Linked DNA regions of Rattus norvegicus: regions 1 and 2 are each linked to region 3. The links are chromatin contacts, called in public Hi-C maps. All regions are on one chromosome and are shown on one strand. Each heading gives the region's core, a stretch centred on a gene start, on an enhancer-like site or on the middle of the called end of the contact. The rest is flanking DNA. Distances are from core to core; before and after follow the strand shown. Region 1 holds the start of Znf709l (zinc finger protein 709 like). Region 2 holds the start of Zfp599 (zinc finger protein 599). Region 3 holds the start of Matcap2 (microtubule associated tyrosine carboxypeptidase 2).

Region 1 (4,454 bases), core at 1,423-3,922, 230 kb after region 3:
AGGTCCTGAGTTCAATTCCCAGCAACCACAGGGTGGCTCACAACCATCTGTAATGAGATCTGATGCCCTCTTCTGGTGTGTCTGAAGACAACTACAGTGTACTCCTCTACAAAATAAATAAATAAATCTTTTAAAAAAAAAATTGTCCTGTCCCCAGTTCCAATGCCTGTGAGGAAGGTACACTGACAGAGAAAGGTAACATCTAAAGTTGCTCAGACTAATCACACCTGCAGCCATGTCTGTTACTTCAAACTTTAAGAAAAATATGCTAAAGCTCAAGCTGCTTTTCCTTTGCTCGTGCTGCCTGCTGCTCTTGCTTGCCCAGCAACAAAATATATAAAAAAATCATGTTCTATCGAGACTTTACCATTCAGTGTCTGTCCTCTCAGTGGGCTTGGTGTTAGAGCTATTTTAAAAGTAATAATCTTTCTGCTATCCCAGCTAGCTCCATAATAAATGAGACAGAGATGGTAAGATTTGTTTAATCAAGGTTTACGGCACAGTGACTGTGCAGTTTTTAATCTGTTCTATTCCTCTAAACTACTCTGGCTACCTCCAAGCCACCCCAGGACACTTGCATTTAGTATTGGTCTGGCTCTCTCTGCTCCAGCTGTGTTCTTATGGTCACCCCTGGACCTGTTCCTAGTGGCAAATGCCTCTCCTCTCCCTCTCTACCCTTCCTTTGTCTGGGATTGGAGTCCCGCCCTATTCTCTCCTCTGCTCAGCCATTGGCTGACCAGCTTTTATTGACAATACAGAGAATAGGGAAAAATGTTTACACAACATTAAGACTGGAGATTCTTAGAATAAGCATCACAATACCAGGTCTGGGATGCAATCAAATATGGAGGCAGAGAAATCAGCATTTGAATAAGACAAGGTTAACTTTACACAATGCACAATAACATTATTCCTGCATCTCCAAACTCAGTCCTTTACAGATCTGATCCAGTCCACAGGATGTGTGCATCTAGAAAAGCTAGTAGGAAGAAACCTAAGAGTTTTCTAAAACATAGCTACCAGTACTTATTTCTGTTTTCCTGTCACAAAAATAGTTGTAGGGATGGGCTGGGAGTAGGGAATGCTGGAGAGATGGCTCAGTGGTTACAAGCACTTGCTCTCCTACAGAATGTGGGTTTGGATCCTGACTGAAATGGTGAAGAAATGACTGCTCCCAGGAAGGCTGGGGTCATTTATTGTAGATATGAGGAAGAACATAGCCAGAGGCATCTGCAAGGGTCCAGACTGAAGCAGCCCATGGAGCGGGGCGGGAATGCTGAGCAAAATGGTCAGAGAGAGGGAGCAATGAGGGTACCTGGGAACCCAGAGAGCTAGAGGCAAAATGACGGAGGTTATATTGAAATCGGAGTAGCTGGGGGAAGGGATCCAGTCCAGTGTTTGGGCTGGAGAATTTAGGGTAGTGGGTAGGGTATGCCAGACAGAATGACCCAGAACAAGCGTTGCTGAGGGAGACTGGCTGCCAAAGCTCTCTTTAATATGTTAAATAGGTGGGTGCACGCATGCACACACACGGACATGTACGCGCAGGCCCGGATACACACACGTGCGCGCACGCGCGCGCACACACACACACACACACACACACACACACACACACAGCATACACTCAACACAGACACACAAAAACAACAAAACATTTTATCTAATAGCCACAGTACCATCAAGATGGCTCAGCAGGTAGGAGTGCTTGCCTAGCAAGCGCAAGGCCCTGGGTTCGGTCCCCAGCTCCGAAAAAAAGAAAAAAACAAACCAAAACAAAACAAAAAAACAAAACGCCCAAGCAGAGCTGTAACACTTAGACACAGACACACACACCTTTCACAATAGGTATATAATTTCAAAAAGAGTAAAAAAAAAATTGTTAAAGAAAAGAAAGCCAGTTCCTTCGTTCCAAGCCTATAATTAAAACACTGCCTCTGGCTGGAATTCAGCACTGGTGACAGTTGACATAGATGTAATCCAAAGGAGAGAAGAGTTGGCATTTGGAAACCTGGGGATTTAAGGAGAGCTGAGAATATTAGAGGTTTACATTCGGAAACTTTAACGGGTCCCCGTTATTCGGAGGTTGGGAATTCCGAGCCGGGAGTCACAACACTGAGCCGATCGAAGCCAATTCGAGCTGCGCAGAGCCAGGGACAGAGCCGAAGCTAGGCGGACAGAGGACCGCAGAGCCCCACAGACAAGCCGGGTGGGGCCGGGTGGGGCCGGGTGGGGCCGAGAGGGGCCGAGGGGGGCCGAGGGGGGCCGAGGGGAGCCGAGAGGGGCCGAGGGGAGCCGAGAGGGGACGAGGGGAGCCGAGAGGGGCCGAGAGGGGCCGAGAGGGGCCGAGAGAAGCCGAGAGAGGCCGAGAGGGGCCGAGAGGAGCCGAGCGGAGCCGAGCGGAGCCGAGCGGAGGCGAGTGCCGCCGAACCTGGCCGAGCCAGCGAAGGTCCCTTGCGCAGACTCCACCGCTGAGGTAGAAGCTCGCTCTGGTTGTGTAGGGCTGCGTCGGGTTACAGCTACCCATCCCCGCCCTCGGCCAGCCCGCCTCACTCACCATTTCCCGGCGCCCTCCCAAGCTCCCGCCTCCGTGACTGAGACCCCGTATGAACTTGACTGAAATAGAGTCAGGAGAGCGGCCTTCTCCGCGCCCACGGCCTCCGTCTCTCCCACGCCTATACGCTGGCGTCTCTGATTGGACAGCTGGTGCGGACACGCCCCTTTGCCTGAATGACAGCTGAGCACCAAGATTCTCAGCGCGGAGTTTGTCACCTAAATTAGGCATCTTTGTGGTTTTAATGAGGATTTATTCTTCGACCAGAGACTGCTTTTTGCTGTTCATCTCAGCTCCCTCTGTATGGGGGACGTGAGTGGACGCAGGAAATTACAGATTCCCTTTCTAGATTAAGCGAAGAGGCAAGGCGAAAACAAAGAATAAACAGGGCCTGCAAGATGGCTCAGCAGGGAAGAGGCAGCGTGAACCTGACTACCACAAGAAAAGACTCAGGAGAGCTCTCTCTCTCTCTCTCTCTCTCTCTCTCTCTCTCTCTCTCTCTCTCTCTCTCTTTCTCTCTCTCTCTCTCTCACACACACACACACACACACACACACCTCGTGCTTGTTTTAATCCTGGAATGCGAAGGGCATACTGATGTCCCTCCTCTCAGGCTTAACACAGGGCTGAGCAGCATCTCACAAACTATGTATGATCCACAGTTACTTAAAAGTGAACTCACCATACCTAAATACAAACACTTAAAAGTGTCCTCAACAGACTTGAAGAAATGTCCCCGTAGTTAAAAGCACTTTCTGCTCTTTAAGAGGACCCTGGTTCAGTTCCCAGCCCCGACACCGCAGCTCATAACCACCCGTAACTCCTACTCCATGTCATCCAATGCCTTCTTCTGACCTCCAGGGGCACCGCAAGCACACAGTGCACAGATCTACATACATACATGCAAAGCACTCAAAGCACATTCAATAAAGAGAATTCTTTTCTAAAATTAAATTAAAAATAAAGTGGTGAAGCATGCCAAATTTTTAATTGAGATCAAAGCTAGCCTAACCAACATAGTTAGTTATTGGCCCAGAAAAGGCTACACCATAACACCCTGTCTCAAATGTAATATAAAATAAAATATACGAACTGAAGAGCTGGCTCCGTGGTGAAGCACTTCTCTTGGAGAGGACCTGGCTTTGGCTCCTAGCACCCACATGTGACTAATGACAGTCTTTAATCCCAGTTCCAGGGAATTGTTATACAGTAGATAAGTAAATCTTTACCTTAAATATTGGTGGACTCGGGATATGGCTCAGAGATAGACCGCATCTCTAACATGTAGATTTGGGTTTGCCCCCTTAGCACACCAAGCCATGTTTTTAAAATGCCCTCAGTTAAACAAATGTAATTAAAAAGCGACTGTAACATATCTAAACATAGACACTTTAATCTTGAAGCAGGGCCTGGTCCGAGGCCAGCCTGGTCTGCAAAGTGAGTTCCTGGTATAGTGAGAGACTGTGAAGATGCAGACAGAATAGCAAAAGGTGGGGAGAGCCTCGCAGTTTCAAGGGGGTACGTTGAGGTGGGAGGCAGTGTGTAAGTTGGAACAAATACATGTTTCAAAAAAAATAAAAAAGGAGTATTTGTTCACATATATGTATGTGTGACTGGTACCTGTGGAGGTCAGAAGAGGGCACTGGATCTCCTGGAAGTAAGTCACCGTAAAGATGCTGGGAATTGAACTCAGGTCCTCTGGAAGAGCAGCAAGTGCTCTTAACCACTGAGCCATCTCTCCAGCCCCAGGCATACATGAATTTCGAGGGCTTCCTCATGAGGTTTCTTGATAACACGAGTTCATAGGGAACAGCATGTTTTGTTTTGTTTTGTTTTGTTTTGAGACAGGTTCCCACACTACAGCCTAGGCTGACTTCAAATTTGTGGCGATCCTTTGATT
Region 2 (4,810 bases), core at 513-3,012, 170 kb after region 3:
ACCTCCCCCAAGTGTGGGATCAAATCAGATCAACCAGGCATCCTGGGGCAAAGCCCCAGATAGAGAATCAGCAGTGTCAGAGACAAGGGGCAGGGACAGGACTCACAGTCGTACTGACAAGGTAACACTTGCCTGCAATCCCAGCACCTGGGACGCTGAAACAGGAGGATTGTAAGTTTGAGGTCAGCATGGGCTTCAGGATGAGACCTTGTCTCAAACCTGCAAGATGGAGTTCCTTGTGTCCACCCTTCCAAAGGAAACCAAAAGAGATTATTAAAAAAAAAATGGTTCTCAGGTGCGGCACCTGGCACTAAAAAACGTACCCTGACCTCATTCCTACTTTCGTTCTCTTCATCTTATTCATGTTTGTTTCAGACGTAGGCACGCTCCACCTCAAGACTGTGGTGTTAAACCAGCAAGTGCAGAATGCAATTAGCCTGGCAGAAAATTCTCTCTCTCTCATTCTCTCTCTCTCTCTCTCTCTCTCTCTCTCTCTCTGGAACTGGGGGAAATGTCACATCATTTATTGTCAGAAAAAATAAATTGTTCACTTATAGTCTGTTAGCCAAGAATCATTAAGACATAAAACACTTAACATTTGACCATTTCTATCCTTTTTTTTTTTTCCGGAGCTGGGGACCGAACCCAGGGCCTTGCGCTTGCTAGGCAAGCGCTCTACCACTGAGCTAAATCCCCAACCCACATTTGACCATTTCTAGTATTGAACAATGCTGTATATGCTTAAATTTTATCTCAAGGTATGTTTATTTCATACTACATAAACGTCTGTTTTTATAATCATAAAAAAGACTCTTGGGGCTGGGGATTTAGCTCAGTGGTAGAGCGCTTACCTAGGAAGCGCAAGGCCCTGGGTTCGGTCCCCAGCTCCGGGAAAAAAAAAAGAACCAAAAAAAAAAAAAAAAAAAAAACAAACAAACAAAAAAAAACCTCTTAAAAGACAGTCACAACCAGCCAGGATCCATCTTGGGTTTGAAAGCGATCTTAGAGTAAAGACAAACTCAGTTCCTTCCTATTTCAAGGATTGGACTGCGTCCCACCCTTAACCTTGCCTACAAATGGTTCTGTAGTCTGTTCCAGGAAAAGATGATCATGCTTTTGTTTCAAAAAGTTACTCTGACCAACTTGTTACATTTATGTTCTGCTTCTGTAACCCCGACCTGTCAAATCCTCCATTTGTAAACTCCCTGCTTCCGGATAATAAAAATCCCAATCTTCCCCGTGTCCAAATGCTGAACTCTTTCTTGAACCCTACCTTTGGGGAGAGACAGCCCGTGGACATGAATTTTTAAAAGCTTGCTTTAATTAATTAAAGGTCGATGATCTTCTCCAATTTGTGGAAATAACCGTAGCACACACTTTTTAATCCCTTCACTAGGAATTCAGAGGCAGGTGAATCTCTATGAGTTCGAGCCAGCCTAGTCTACATAATAAATTCCAGAGCAAGACTACATAGAGAGACTGTATTTCAGAAGAAAAAAAAAAGGCATGACACTGTTTCTATTTATAAATACTTACTAGATGATATAACCTTAAGTAGAAGGTTCTACTTAAATGTAAGGTTCTGTCTGGTCTTTCCACATGAAGCCCGGCCTTAAAATACAGCCAAGAACTTGTCAATCTTTTTAAATTCACCAATGGTTGGTGACATTTAGAGTCTGAGAAGGTGAGACGTGAAGCCTTGTCTCTGAGAACCTAGGTGACGACGAATGTCCAATCAGACACACAGACAGAGAGTAGGGGCGGGCTTTCAGTCTTGCGTAGTCCTGTTTCTGAATACCTGCGCCACTGTCCCACCTGCTCTCCATCTTGGGTCCTGTCCATGTATGTGTTCCGCGCTCGCCCAGAAGTTCGGAGAAGTCGCCGCGTGTCCCATTTCTCCACTGAGAACCACAGTGAGGGCTCTGGGTGTCCCGGAACCCTGAAATGGTGAGTCTGGCAGGTCCGGAAGCCCGAGCCTTTTTTGCCCGGCCGTGGGGTGGGGGCTGGGCGGGCTCCGCTTGTCCTGTCCGGTCTGAGGCCCCTGCAGAGACCCGAGCCCTGCTGCAACGCTTTCCGTAGCTCTGACTCAGAGCATGTCTCATGCTGGGCGGGAAGGGAAACCGTAACCCCAGTCGATCTGCTCTCCGTTGTCTCTGCACCTTGGCCCCACGTCTCTGTCCCCGATGGTTCCCGCCGTCCAGTTCCCTGAGACGCCATATCTGGGGTTTGGGGACAGTTCAGGCGATCCTGTCCCTGGGACGTCACGCTCTATTCCGTTTCCCAGGATCCTGGAACCCCATCTCTTTTTGGTATGAACTCTGTACCTACACCTAAGAAGCACCTACATTTTCTGTGTCGGCGTTGTGATTGATCTGTGTCACTGTGAACATGGATGTGAAACTTTCCCCTTTTTTTGGCAGCTGGGTCTCACTTTGTAGCCCTGGTTAGCCTAGAGCTCATTATGTAGACTGGACTAGCATCAAACTCATAGGGCTGGGATTAAAGGCGTGCTGTTTTGTTTTCGTTGAGACAGATTCTGATGTATCCCACCTTCTGTAGCTGAGGATGACCTTGGTCCTCTAATTTTCATTGAGGCCATTTTCTGACATTCAGATTTCTGTTCCTTTCGAAACATCCCAGCAGAGTGATTCCTGGGTCCTTTGGTAGTTCTATGTTCAAGGTTTTTGTTTGTTTGTTTGTTTGTTTTTGTTTATTTGTTTTGGTTTTTTTTGTTTGTTTGTTTTCCCTTTTTTCTTTTTTTTTTTTTTTTTTCGGAGCTGGGGACCGAACCCAGGGCCTTGCGCTTGCTAGGCAAGTGCTCTACCGCTGAGCTAAATCCCCAACACCTATGTTCAAGGTTTTAAAGAACTGTAATGTAAGTTTGTAAAATGTTTGCATTAACTTTTGTATTAAAAACAGCTGGAGAGGTGGCTCAGCAGTTAAGGGCACTGACTGCTCTTCCAGAGGTCCTGAGTTCAATTCCTAGCAACCACATGGTGGCTCACAACCATCTGTAATAGGATCTGGCGCCCTCTTCTGGTGTGTCTGAAGACAGCGACAGTGTACTTATATAATAAATAAATAAATCTTAACAAAAAAGAACAGAATACAAGGCTTCCCTCTTTAGCATGCCTGTTTTCTCTCAAGCACTTTAATTTGTCTCTGTTTTCTTTTCTTTCTTTTTTTTTTTTTTTAAATAAAAATGTGTTTAGAGTTTAGGAGTCCTGCTCTCTGATGCATTCAATATCTTGGAGTCTGTTAGAATTCAAGCTGCCAACAGCCATTGGAAGAGAGCCCCCAAGTGTTTGCCTGTGAATAGTCAGAGTTCTGTTTTTCCACCCGTTTCCACATCCCAAATGAAGATCAGGTCAGGGACGCAGTTACACACTCTTTTCTTCTTTTGAGATCCAGGAAGATATCTTTATTTCCAGAGCTCTGGGCTTTTCCGTATTCAATAAACGCTTTTAAAACTGATATCATGGGGTTGGGGATTTAGCTCAGTGGTAGAGCCGCTTGCCTAGAAAGCGCAAGGCCCTGGGTTCGGTCCCCATCTCCAAAAAAAAAAAAAAAAAAAAAAAAGAAAAGAAAGAAAGAAAAAAGAAAAACAAAAACAAAACAAAACAAAAAAAAAACCTGAAGTCATTTGGTGCTTGGGCCAACAACTCCTTCCAGGAAGTGGCAGATACCAGATTGTAATTGGGGAAGCCTGGGAACAGCTGTCTGTATTGAAATCCTTCAGAAAACTCCAGCCATGTTTTCTGACATCGTTACAGAGCTGAGTTTTCTTTCTCCCATGAGACAAATCAAATGTCACCTGCTATGAGACCCTGGTATGACACATAGAGAGTAGGGTGGACCCCACTTTCTGTTCCAAAAACTGAAGGATTGGGCTGAAGAGAAACCTGTCATTCCAGGGGTTGGTGTCATTCGAGGACGTAGCTGTGGACTTCACCTTGGAGGAGTGGCAGGACCTGAATGCTGCCCAGAGGACCCTGTACAGGGACGTGATGCTGGAGAACTACAGGAGCCTAGTGTTCCTGGGTGAGTCCGAATCCTAGAACTCTCAGTAGCAGTTACTTGCTCCTTTACTTGGTAGGATGAATCATTGTGAACCTAATCCTAATTCTGTATTATACATTTCAGTAGACACATTGTAATAGCAGAAGGGCTTTTGAGAAACAGTGTCTTTTTGCAGTGTACTTACTTAGTTCATAATGATCAGATGAAGTTAAGAAATAAATTTATCAGGAGCTGGGGATTTAGCTCAGTGGTAGAGCACTTACCTAGGAAGCGCAAGGCCCTGGGTTCGGTCCCCAGCTCCGGAAAAAAAAAGAACCAAAAAAAAAAAAAAAAGAAATAAATTTATCAGCTAGGGCATTGTTCCTTCCACTTGTGAACATTTAAAACTTCTCTGATAATATTTTGAAGGATTTAATGGCTTCCAATCATACACGTATTGCTGTCCTGTACAATATAAGCAGCTCATTCCATCCACGTACATCCCAGAAAATTCCACTCATGGTTTCTCTGCCCCCTCATGTGTTTTCCAGACTCCAGAGTAAACATGGCTCTCACCTCTACTTTTCTGCTGTAGTCTTTATCTTGGAGCTTGGATAAGATACAGGCCTGTGGGTGCACACTCATTTCACTGATGTCTTTGACTGTTCTGGGAAAATATAGAGTAAACAATGTGGAGGCCCCTCCTACTGTTCAGTGAGCTTATATGTTATGGAAATGAATGTCTCGTTAAATGAGTACTTTAACATATATTTTCTTATTCTGTGAGTTGATTTCGTCTATTAACTGCTTG
Region 3 (4,588 bases), core at 971-3,470:
GGTTGTCCCATTGATTGACTGACATTTCAGCAAGAAGCCTGACCAACAGGAAGAGTCTGCGTAATAAATGAATAATAATAACAATGATGAAAATCACTTTGTAACAGTGGCGAATGTTTAAGAACACCAGAGACAAGTTCCTAAGGCTAGTATTTCACCTAGATCACCTGTAGATCACCTACATCAGAAAATGGTTTGGCACATGAACTCCACTCAATTCTGGGCAAAGAACTAGTTAACAAGAGTAGGTGTTCAGTTAAAAAGAACCCATCCTCAAACCCCTAACTCTGCAGGAATACGGTTATGTTTTAATCAGATACCATACTAATATTTTAATCATATTCTCACTACAATGACTTTCAGTTTGGGGGGGTATTTTAATCGGTGTAGTTTCTAAACCCGGTGAGTCGTATGGGCTACAGAATCTATTTTCTTGCATGCAGTGTTTTTAACTGGAAGACAGGGAGAGTACTTTGCCACCCACAGGGCATTTTTGGTTGTCACAATTCTCTGTGTTAAAATACGGTTGCTCACAATAAAGAATTAACTTTTCCAATATTAAACTGCTGAAGTTGAGAAGCCTTGTTCTATATCATAAAAAGGACTGCAAGTTTTACAGGAAATTCTTTTTTTTTTCCGGGGCTGGGGACCGAACCCAGGACCTTGCACTTCCTAGTCAAGCGCTCTACCACTGAGCCAAATCCCCAACGGGACTGCAAGTTTTAAATTACCCTTTTTAGTGTGCAAAAGAATGCATTTCTTTCTGACATTTGTGTTCTAACCTAGTTTATGGTAAGCAAGTACTCTCTTGACCTTATTACGACAGCCTGTGCACATGTGTCACTGAGACTTGCTCAGATTTGCCCCTCTTCTGCCAGGTTTGAGGTTTTAAAGCAACTTTTGACACCATATTGTTTTGGTTTGTTTGTTTGTTTGTTTGTTTTTAGAGTCTGGGTCTGGAATTTGTTGTATAAACCAGGCTGACTTTAAGTTCATAGAAATCCACCTGTGTTTGCCTCTGATAATGTGTTTTAAGATGAAAGACTAATATCTACATCAAATCTCAATTTTAAAAAGCCTAATGCCAATTTAAGTGCCTCTAAGATCTTGGCTTTTATAACAGTATGTTTCCTATCAACAGAACAGTGGGATAATCTGTAGGTTACTAGAATTCCACAACAATCAGTTCTGTATTTTATACACTGAACAACAAATAGTATTAAAAAAATTAAGATTAGAAAGTATTTTCCCTTAAAAATAATTTAGTTTTTCAATTAAAAAAAAAAACTCTGCAATACCATATTGTGAGATGAATTTCAAAGCACCATAATGAAACCTCTTACTTTGTATGCTATCTTAAAAAAGGATCTTAGCTATTGGTGTCCATATCTCAGCACCTGGGAGACTGAGACAGGAGGACCGTGAGTTCAAGGCCAGTCCGGGTAACCTAGCTAGACCCCGGTTCAAAACAATAAATTCAGAAAAATTGGTCTACTGGGTAGAATACTGCAATACCCAGTATTCTAGGCTTATTTTTGTGACTCTACTTTGGGAATTAGCTATTTCTCTTTATTCTGTTGTTTTGGTATCTGTCCTGCAGAAATGTTTTCATGCAGTATCAAATGCTGAGGGTCTGGAACTGTTTAGTATTATTAAAGATTTAAATATGGCTAATATGCATATCTATTTAAAAATGAAAGACAAACTTTCTAACCTTGGATCTAAACACCTGCTCTTATTTCAATTCATAGTGTTTGATAATAAATGCAAACAAACATACACAGCATACACTGAAATGTAGAGATGTGTTTCCATGGCTGATTTTTTTTTCCTGAGCACTCTAGAAAATATAACACCTTACTACACACCTAAAATGCTGTGAAATCGGATTGGACTCTACACTCTCTAGATTGCAGAGTTCCTGCCCCTTCCCTCTGCTGGGCTAGGGCTGCGCGACTGCTCCCCGGTCCCAAACCCAAAGGTCTCCACCCGCTGCAGCCGCGCCACCTGGGCCAGCAGTGCCTGCACTCACCCGTTACGCGAATAGACTCCAGCATCGTCCCGCCAGGGCCAAAGCCCAGGCCGGCGGGCCGCACGGACGAAAACTCCCGTAAGGTAGCTCGGGACCAGATAGGGCAGGACCGGCAGCGCAAGGTGGAGGACCACGTCTGTTCCAGAGGGTGGTTCCACCTGGCCTCAGCGCTAAGAACCCGCCACGGTGACGTCGCTGCAACCCCGTTGCTAGGAGACGATCCTGCCTTCTTCCCGAACTCTGCGCCACCAAACGTGCTCGCCGCTGGAGGCGCTCCTGCGATTGACACCCTGCTCATAGGGAGAGAAGGGAAGCGAACTACAACTCCCAGCGTGCACAGAGCGGACCGGTGCCTGGAGCTGGTCCGCCGCAGCTAGGGTGTTTGCGTGGGGAGGACGGGATCTGCGTGAGGTTCAAGGGGTCTCGTTTCGCGATGGAATCGGGAAAAAGGAATGGTGTAATAATTCTTAGTTTTAGTTGATCAGTGCAAATTCAGACTCCTGACCTTTTAGCTAATTTACGTGGTATGAAATAAGTAGGACGTTTTTAGAAAAAGAAGTAGATGGCCAGGTATGGTGGTACATTACTGTAATCCCAACACTTGAGAGGTGTGTAGCAAAGAGGATCAGGGGTGCAAGATCATCATCGCTACACAGTGAATTTTGAAACCACCTTGACTATACAAGAATGTCTTTAAAAAAGAATAAAATAAATACAATTATTTTAAAAGGCGGTCTGGAGAGATGGCTCAGCAGTTAAGAGCACTGGCTGCTCACAGCATCCGGTAACTCCATATCCTGGGCATTCCATGCCCTCGGGCTCTCCCCAGGCCTCTGCGTGCAAACACTCATGACACACATACACACACATTTTTAATTTTTTTTCTAAATCGAAAAAGGAAACAGCCTGTGGGTGTAGCTCAATTGGTGACATGCTTGCGTAGCATTCACGAAGCCCTGAATTTAATCCCCAGTATTGTACAAACCTGGCCTAGTGGTACACATCTGTAATTCCAGCAATCAACAGGTAGAAGCAGGAGGATCGAGATGTTCAAATTCCTCTATGAGCTTGAAGCCACCCTAGACTACAAATATTTGACTTGTGTACCTATCTTATATATCTATATATCTGAGGTTGCATAAAGGAGTTTGAGAGGGAAAAGTTAATAATGAATAATTAAATCATAAATTTATTTGAAATCTATTATTTGTGTATGTAAATTTTTACCATTTTAAAATGAAAGCAAATTTTCATACTGAGATAGATGTGCTTGTTTATTTTTACATAATCTCAGCTGAATATTTTATAATGCAGGACACAGAATATCTTCAACAGTTTTGTGTGTGTGTGTGTGTGTGAGAGAGAGAGGGGGGGGGGAGCCCAATTGTGTGCCGTTCGTGATATGTGTGTGGAGGTCAGAGGACAACCTGCAGGAGTCAGTTCTCTCCTTCCACCAAATGGGTTCTGGGACTCGAACTCAGGTCGTCAAGCTTGGTGGTAGGTGCTTTACTGCTGAGTTATCTCACCTTCACATCTTCCAAATTTTTCAGATGTGATTTTTCTTTTTAATTTTGTAATTGTCAATGCTGAGACTACCATCTTACATAAGCACACAGCATAAAAATCAAAGTATGCTTAGTGATTTTCAGAACGTTGGAAATTCTGTCCTAATCTTAGACAAAGTTTATTTCAATCAAAAAATAAAACTCAAATCAGCACCTTTTTTGCCAGGGATTGTGGTGGTAGTGACACGAGTTTCGTGTAGCTGAGGTTGACCTAGCAGTACTCACTACACAGCTGAGGGTAACTTTCAACTCCTTTCAACTGTCTCCTCAGCCACTCAGGTGCTGGGATTAAAGGAGTATACCACCACACCTGGCTAAAACAATGGTTCTCAAAGATCATTTTAAAGAATCAATGTGGTCTTCTAAAAACTACCTGTGCATAGGAGTGCTTGCCTCCATGTGCACCATGTGTGTGCCCATAGAGGCCAGAAGAGGGCATCAGATTCCTCGAAACTGGGATTATTCTAGAAGGTTGTGAGCCACATGGGTGCTGCAACTGAACCCAGGTCCTCTGCAAGAGCAGAAAGTGCTTTTAACTACTGAACCACTCCTTTATCCCTTCAAACACCGTTTAAAACAAAACATTCTAACACAATACAATCTAAAGATATATTAGGTACTTACATGCTGAGGAAAGGTGGTGGAAAAATATTAAAAGCCCTTGTTTCCATAATTAATCCATCACGTTATGTTCCGTAAGAGCAGAAAACCTCATATAAGCACTGCTGCTCTTAACATCAAACCGTGTAGAATTCACACTGGGGTGTTTCAGGTGGCATTCACTGGTGTTGATGGGCGACACCACACACAATCTAAAATACATTTGTGCTCAGAGCCAGCGCTGTGGTGACATCACTTGCTGCAGTGCTGATCAGCACTACCAGAGGTGCTCCAGACTCAGTACATTTGATGTGGAACCAATCTTTTGTCCTGGAATGTTTTATTGTTGACAAAATTTTTCCCAAACCGCACGTTCAGTTACATGGCCCCA

The links. A called contact is a pair of places that touch in the nucleus more often than the background predicts.
Region 1: a Hi-C map of liver shows a contact between it and region 3, with 2.8 times the contacts expected there. The contact joins the promoter of Znf709l here to the promoter of Matcap2 in region 3. A contact is called at or near these places in 3 of 12 Hi-C or Micro-C datasets (liver, mammary epithelial cells and prefrontal cortex).
Region 2: a contact with region 3 is called in a Hi-C map of liver, with 3 times the contacts expected there. The contact joins the promoter of Zfp599 here to the promoter of Matcap2 in region 3. A contact is called at or near these places in 2 of 12 Hi-C or Micro-C datasets (liver and mammary epithelial cells).

Annotation. Positions count from the first base shown.
Region 1 is chr8:28,984,690-28,989,143 of GRCr8, reverse strand. Znf709l (zinc finger protein 709 like) reads right to left here and starts at 2,672. Exons shown (of 4, transcript NM_001409238.1): 1 at 2,558-2,672. The coding sequence starts at 2,560.
Region 2 is chr8:29,045,610-29,050,419 of GRCr8, reverse strand. It overlaps Zfp599 (zinc finger protein 599), which reads left to right and starts at 1,762. Exons shown (of 5, transcript XM_006242700.5): 1 at 1,762-1,947; 2 at 3,915-4,041. The coding sequence starts at 1,945.
Region 3 is chr8:29,214,630-29,219,217 of GRCr8, reverse strand. It overlaps Matcap2 (microtubule associated tyrosine carboxypeptidase 2), which reads right to left and starts at 2,220. Exons shown (of 7, transcript NM_001427636.1): 1 at 2,033-2,220. The coding sequence starts at 2,057. It also overlaps a transcript of Rp9 not described here.